Linked DNA regions of Sus scrofa: region 2 is linked to region 1. The links are chromatin contacts, called in public HiChIP or PLAC-seq maps. All regions are on one chromosome and are shown on one strand. Each heading gives the region's core, a stretch centred on a gene start, on an enhancer-like site or on the middle of the called end of the contact. The rest is flanking DNA. Distances are from core to core; before and after follow the strand shown. Region 1 overlaps PLD1 (phospholipase D1). Region 2 overlaps FNDC3B (fibronectin type III domain-containing protein 3B).

Region 1 (3,825 bases), core at 592-3,091:
GTATCACCTTACATCACAAAATCCTCTTGGCTGTGCCCTCACTGTATATCTTAGATCTGTCTGCTTCTCGGCCATCACTCTAAGATGCCACCATCATCTCCCATCTGGCTGACTGCAGTAGTCTTCTAAGTAATCTGCTTTCTCTCAGTCTACTCTTTAGTTACACAACTTGAGTCACCTCTTAAAATGTCACGGCATTTCACTCCCCTGATTAAAACCTTCTAGAACCTTTGTATTATATCTCAGGGGGAAAGAAACCTGGGCAATGGCTTGCAAAGCCTTACGTGATCAGACCTCCCCATTTGCTCTCTGACGTCATCCCCTTCTGTTGCTCTTTCTTTCACAATACTCTGACTACTTTGACCTTTTTGTTGTTCTTGAACATTCTAAGCTTCCTTTGGCCTCAGGGCCTTTGCAATTTCTATTTCTTCTGCTTGGAATCTTTCCCCAGATAATTACATGGCTTGTTATCTTACTTCATCCAGGTCTCTGCTTTAAGTGTCATCTCCCCAGAGAGGCCTTTTCTGACCATCCTTTGTAAGAGGTGTGCCCCCCACCCTATTACTCTCCAGTCCCTTACTCTGCTTTGGTTTTCTTCTTAGCACTTAGCATTATCTGGTTTGATATTTGTTTTATATGTTGATAGTCTGTTTCCTCTGGTATAATACCTACAAGCTCCCTGAGGATAGGGATTTTCTGCTTCGAATCATTAATGCTGTTAACAATGCTTGTCACATAGTAGGTGCTCCATAAATGTATGTTGACTGGATGGCTGTGGGCAAGTTAACCTTGCCAGCCTCAGTTTCTTTATCTGAGAAGTGGAGGAAATAATGTATCTACCTCACAGGGCAGATGTGAATGCCAAGTAAGATATTGGGTATAATAAGACATTGTGGCAATAGCGTTGGCTGTTGTTATTGCAATTACTATTTGATAATATAAATGATTTAAATCTCTTATAATCTTAAAATAGATATGAATGCTAGTAAGATGGAATTTTCCTGTAGGATGCATTTTAATGGTGGTTGATTTTAAAGGTATAACTCATGATCCGTAGTTATTGGTAACTTGATTGGAGGAAATAGATATAAATATGTGAAACACTAAATGCCAGAGAATATTTAAATAACCAATCCAGACAACAGTAGAAATGTCATCAGGCTTAATTTGTTGTCTAACTCATCTGCTGCTGCTGATTGTTCTAAGTGTGAGAAATAAAAGCGATTTTTTTTTTTTAAATTAGGGTGGTCTGAGAAAATTTCATGGGAGATATAGATTTGGGCTGCCCCTTGAAATGCTGGGGAGGATTTAATCCTTTATTGGCCATGAGGGGGAAGGCATGAGGGTGGGGCAGTGGCATAAACCCAAAGGGAGGGAAGAACTAGGGGAGTTGGAAAATGGAATATAGGAGTTCCTGTTGTGGTGCAGCAGAAACAAATCTGACTAGTATCCATGAGAATGCATGTTCCATCCCTGGCCTTGCTCAGTGGGTTAGGGATCTGGCATTTTGTAAGCTGCGGTATAGGTTGCAGACACAGCTCGGATTCTGTGTTGGTGTGACTGTGGCTTAGGCCAGCAGCTGTGGCTCCAATTTGACCCCTGGTTGCCAGTGTGCCCCCCCACACACACACAAAAAAAAAAGAAGAAGAAGAAAAAGAAAAATAAATATAATAAATCCATTTGGCTGGATGGAGAGGTCTCATGAGGAAGCGGTTTGAGAGAAACACAAAGAAAACAGGGTAGGAACAAAAGCAAGTGGTTTCAGGCTACAGGAACTGCCAGGGCAACAGGATGCCCTTCCTTACTTGGATTGGGCAAGCAAGGAAGGAAGTGCTTCTGGGTGGTTAAGAAAGAAAGTAACACGTCACGGGCTTGGTGCTGTCAGGTTCAGTCACTTCTCCCCTGCAGTGCAAGTGGCCAGAGCATTACCCTCTGATACCTTATAATGGATGGCTTGCTGAGTCCATGGGTCCTTGTGTCCAGAAGTCTGTAGAGAGGCAGCCACAGGAGAGCACTGCTTTTGTGCTCCCAGGGCCTAGAAACCAATTTTGAACTATCTCTCTTTTTTTCAAGCCACAAGAATTTTCACTCTAAATTTTTTTTAATTCAGTGAGTTTTATTATATTTATAGTAGTATAACCATCATTGCGATCTAATTTTAGAACATTACCATTCCAAACCTCCAGTCCATCCCTCCCCATGCAACCTGTCTCCTTTGGTAACCATAAGTTTTTCAAAGTCTGTGAGTCTGTTTCTGTTCTGTAAATAAATTCATTGTATCCTTTTTTTGAGATTCCACATGTAAGTGATACCACATCTCACTCTAGTTTTTAAGTGGCTGTTTTTAAGAAGGCAATGGACAATTTTCACCATGGCTTCTTATTAAAAAAGGAAGAAAAGAGTAAGGGAACTTAGAAACTAAAGGCCACAAGCAAAATAGTAATTAATGTTTTAATATGCACATGAAAAAATACTCATTTTGTTTTTCAGAAGAACATGAAAGTGAGAAGCATATGCCGCCCCAAAATAATGCTGCTTCGGCCTATTGATTATTTTGAATTAAAGTTAACTTAAGAAACAGCTGGTACAAGGACACTCTGATCCTCCCATTACTCCCTGAGAGCAGGAAATAAACTCCCATGTGAAAGGGACCCTCCCTGTACCAGGAAAGTGGAAGGCATCCTTATTGCCAGAGAAGCAATTCAGGGCCAAAAAGAATGTGTAAACAAACCTTGTTGTCTTCTTCACTAATTTGCTACCTATGTTTTGTCCTCACAGATTTATTCTTTATTTGTCTAAAGGGTATAAAAGCTGCTGGCTTTGGTGACATCTTTGAATCTCACGTTTTTATGGCCTTTCCTATATACAAAATTCTATTTATTTTTCTCTTGTTAATCTGTCTATGTCAATTTAACTTCTAGACCAGCCAAAGAATCTAGAAGGGAAGAAGGAAAAAGTTTTGCTCCCTCCCACAAGTATATTATGTCAGTCATGTAAAGCCACATTCTTTTGTTTGTTTTTGACTTCTTTGATTTTTTCCTTTTTTTTTTTTAAGTTTAGTTGATTACAATTTGTGCTAAGTTCTGCTGTACAGCAAAGTGACTCAGTCATCCATATACATACATTCTTTTTCTCATATCACCCCCCATCATGTTCTGTCTCAAGAGATTGGACCCAGTTCCCTGTGCTATACAGTAGAACCTCATTGCCCATCTACTAATCCCAAACTCTCAGTCCATCCCACTCCCTTTCCCTCCCCCTTGGCAACCACAAGTCTGTTCTCCATGTTAAAGCCACCTTCTTATTATGTAAAAGGAAACACACATTACATAAGAAGAAGCCAGAGTAATCTGTGAGCAGATCAGATTAATTTTTTTAAAAAAGATGGATTATCTAGCCAACCATGAGATAAAATTTGCTTTAATGATACAACTTTGTGTAAATTTGCCCCACTCTAAAAGGGTATCTGTGGGTCCCTTGAGCTTTTTGTTATCAGCAAGTTAAAAAATAAATGTTAGTACCTTTTGGAGCATTAGAATAGATTTCAAAACAATTTAGAAATGTTAGTAATTAAGAAAATGACCCCATAAAAGTACAAGAATCAAGATAAAAATGATAAAATACAGTTATGAGACATGACAGACATTGCAGAATAGTGAATGAATAAGAAGACATTAGGCCACGATGTGTTTAACACTGAACTGGCAACCCACAGCACAGATTAAATAATGAGCGCCCATTGGTGGGCACAGCCAAGAGAAAACAGAGAGCACATTGTTTCAGCTTGTCTATGTAATTTCAGACTAATTGCTTAAGTATAGGCTT
Region 2 (3,825 bases), core at 861-3,360, 540 kb before region 1:
TCTGAGGAAGAGGTTCTGGCTTTACTACAAGAGCCCTGAGCACTCTGGGTATCTGTCTACTACTAACTCTGTGCCTGTAAGAGTTTCCTTTTCTGAGCATAAAAATACTGGCATTATAATTCTGTAAACTATACAGAATTTACTTCTATCATCAGTTGGACATCTCTATTTTAGACATACCCTCTGGTTACTCCTGAAGATTTAGAAACCTTAATTCCCATCTCCTTTTACTTGGAAGTTCCATTAGTGTATGCAAACTTCAGTAACAGATATTTACAGCAATAATTTAAAAAAGTTAAATATTCCAACTATGGCTACTAAAAGTAAATATTCAGTGTTGACAGAACTTTCCAGGATTTTCTAAGGAAAAAAGCTTTTGATTTGGCCAAAAGCACATCTAGATTTTTATAGTTTCTCTTAATCACATCCATCTTCCAGGGACTAATTCTACCTCAAAATCTTTGGGTAACTGAAGCAGTTATATGTCTCAGGGGTTAGTCTCCAATAGTGATTTAATAATGTTTTAAATTCCCTTTATATTACTTGATTTCCAGGTAAAATCTTATTTTAGATTTCTACTTTCTTTTCCCTTTTTTTCTGGTTATGTAGTTAATATTACTATATGACTCACACATGTCATAATAGTTTCACAGACAACTGCAAATATTTATCAACATTCTGATGGCAGTCATTTCACTGAAGTAATTCACACAGCAAGTGAGCCACAATATCCTTCTACCAGATACCCACATATACCACATGATGAACTTCAATGTGAAAAATTCCTGAAGTTTATGACTCTTGATAAGATGACAACAACAGCAAAAACTAAAGTTTTCCTAATTCATAGTAACTTAAAAATTCTGTATGTCACAATTTAATTCAGAGGACATACCTAAATTTTGACATTTATTTTCAATATTAACTTTATAAATCAGTTTTTATATGAAATATTGCTACTTTTTGAGGGCAAGCCATTGGAGAATGAAAGACATATTCAGAAATTACCACATTCAAATCAGTAATACATTCCAAATTTAGGAGGAAAAAATATAATCAGAAAAATCATAAAGTTAATGAAAAGCTCTTAAAATGGTCAATTTTACCAGTTTGTGGAATTCTTAGGATGTTTCTCATATAGCTATTCCAAATGTATAGAACTCCCTTAAGTAATATGGTTTGCTGTTTATTGGTCTGTCACTATGGAAATTAGTAAGTTTTTAAAAAATCTGTCAAAAAAGCGTCAGTATGAGCACCAACAAAACATACCCCATTTGACACTAAAGCCATGAGATGTAACTGGTCCTTTAATGAGGGGTCTTGTAGGAGGTCCAGGCCTGTCAGGACTCGTTGTACATACCAAAACTTCACTTGGGCAGCTTTTCCCTTCCATATTAGAAGCAGTCAGCTACAACACAACCAAGGAAACAATATACTTTAGATACCAGGTATTAAACCAGTGGTATTAAACTTTCCACATGGAAGATCAGGGTATCCATAAACTCACACAGACAGACATTCTCTCTCAATCTCAAACCACTAATTTATAAGTGTTTCTTTAATGGGGTACTTATTTTCTATATAGTTTTGCTATTAACAACTAAAAACAAAATAAGGTAGGTATTAGCTAAAGACATTTTTTACCCTTTCAAGAGGACAAAACAAAACCAGTATGTCACCACCTGGTTCATAGTGTTTTGTGGAAGGGAAATATGGGGGAAAAGGCAGACAAAAATAACCTCGCTTATTTAAGCATAGGGCAACGCCACCTTGTGGACAAATGCTAGCAATGTATCTATGTTCTCATAGCCAGTATCAAATAACAAGGGTTTTCTAAAATATCCAAAAACTATCATTTTCCTCTAATAGTCACACATTCCACTCGATAATATAACAATTATTTATTGAGTGACTATTGCATATCAAATAACACCATTTGGCACAAAAGTTAAGAGAAGGAATGGTGGAATCAGAAGACAACCACATCTCTTCAAAATGCAGTGTTGCACTAGAAAATACAGTGCTGCGCTAGGATCACTAAACACTACAGCAGCACAGAAGGCAGCCTGCTGTTTCCTCTCTCTTAAAGATTGCAAAATTGTCTTGGGCAACAACACAAAGTCCCATGGTGACATTAATGGTGACTGTTGATGACAAAAGCAGAGCCCGAGGGGGGAGGAGGTGGGTAACAGCAAAGAAAAAGAGAAACAGGTGAGAAAAGAAAATGGGCATAAGAGCAAAGGAAAATGAAGAATAAAAGGGAAGTCTGATTAAAGTGAGAAATTCTGGAGAGAAAGGTATGAAGTGCAGGTGAGAGAGGTGTGCTGGGCACCTGGTTTGGGTCTTCATCCATGTTGTAGTGCACATTACAGCTGCACTTTGTTACAGCTTTTCTTTCTCAAAAGTGGATTTTAAAATTAAAGTATGGGAGTTCCCTGGTGGCACAGTGTGTTAAGGATCGGCATTGGTGTAGCTGTGGCGCAAGCTGCAACTGTGGTGCATGTTCGATCCCTGACCCAGACTTCCACATGTCTTGGGGTGAGGCCAATAAATAAATAAAACAGAATAAAAGTGTGATGTGTATTTTACACATATTATTATAAAAGTGTAAAGTGTAGCAAACTTGAGAAATTTTTAACTTGTAGAGTCGATTTAAAATGGCATGGGGTGAAACGTAAAACAGCTTCATTTTTAAGCAGTGCAGGTAACAAAATGACTGACTCACCCTGAATTTATACTGTGTGCTTCTTTTGAGATTTTTCACAGTACAGGTTAAGTCCTCTCCAGTGTATTTTGGGTGGAAAAGGTTATCCTGAAAAGGCAAAGCCAGAAAGAAACATCAGTACCATAAAGTCCAGGCCTTAAATACTTTGTATGTATAATTTTTATATTGCCTCCTTCTATCATCACCAGTGGGCCAGAAGTCTGATTCTTTAAAAGTGAAAATGTAACTCTATCACATTATAATTTATTCTGGATCTGGGCAACTTTATTGTGAGACTAACACTAATTTGAATGAGAACAATGCTCTCTCTTTGAGAGAATGTCAGTTTGCTTTGGAATAGGTACCACCATATGCTTTTCTCACAGAGTAAACTTTTTCTGGTTACTCAATAAGCATTTTAAACAAAGAATTTAACCACTAGATTGATGAAGCAGTATATACTTAAAAAATTATTTAACAATGTTGTCATGAAGGTCTTCCTGCACTGAGGTCCTCACTGTTGAGCTCCAACATGCTATGCAGGAGTTTCTGTCGTGGTTTGGTGAAAACAAATCTGACTAGTATTTGTGAGGAGGGTTCGATCCCTGGCCTGCTCAGTGGGTTAAGGATCTGGTGTTGCTGTGAGCTGTGGTGTAGGTCGCAGATGTGGCTCGGATCTGGCGTTGCTGTGGCTGTGGCGTAGGCCAGCAGCCACAGCTCGGATTAGACCCCTAACCTGGGAACCTCCATATGCCGTGGGTGCAGCCCTAAAAAGACAAAAAAAAAAAAAAAAAAATCTGAAGATTTCCAAGGTGTGGGGAAAACATATAAAGCAAGTGATAGAAGCTTAAAAAAAAAATGTTATGTAATAAACCATGGCTGGGCTTTCTGACACAGTGTCCCCTTTCCGGCCAAGGGCAAAACGACAGCTTGGATGGAGAAAACATAAGCCTTCAAAGGGATAAATATCCTACCAAAGCTGAATGTACAGAATTCATTCAACAATACCCTCAATCACGCCTGCATTCTCCGCCTATTTATCCATCCAACCTTGGAGCCCCTTCTATGCATCAGGCTCTCTTCCATGCTCTGGGGGTTTAGCACTGCCCCAAAACAGACAA

Evidence for each region. HiChIP or PLAC-seq counts read pairs in DNA pulled down with a chosen protein or histone mark.
Region 2: a contact with region 1 is called in an H3K27ac HiChIP or PLAC-seq map of alveolar macrophages. The contact joins two enhancer-like sites. A contact is called at or near these places in 3 of 47 Hi-C or Micro-C datasets (embryonic fibroblasts, fetal heart ventricle and mesenchymal stem cells) and 2 of 2 datasets of contacts at active chromatin or transcription factors (alveolar macrophages and skeletal muscle).

What each region holds. Positions count from the first base shown.
Region 1 is chr13:110,333,332-110,337,156 of Sscrofa11.1, reverse strand. The region is part of intron 1 of PLD1 (phospholipase D1); the gene reads left to right. Among named protein-coding and RNA genes, the nearest start is that of PLD1, 41 kb to the left of the region's middle. Within about 2 kb of position 1,841, at least 7 of the 83 cell types and tissues checked have an H3K27ac peak or open chromatin away from gene starts, as enhancers often do. A contact at or near this core is called in alveolar macrophages, where this site is marked.
Region 2 is chr13:110,871,161-110,874,985 of Sscrofa11.1, reverse strand. It overlaps FNDC3B (fibronectin type III domain-containing protein 3B), which reads right to left. Exons shown (of 26, transcript XM_021069801.1): 14 at 2,726-2,812; 15 at 1,270-1,408. Among named protein-coding and RNA genes, the nearest start is that of GHSR, 120 kb to the left of the region's middle. Within about 2 kb of position 2,110, at least 2 of the 83 cell types and tissues checked have an H3K27ac peak or open chromatin away from gene starts, as enhancers often do. A contact at or near this core is called in alveolar macrophages, where this site is marked.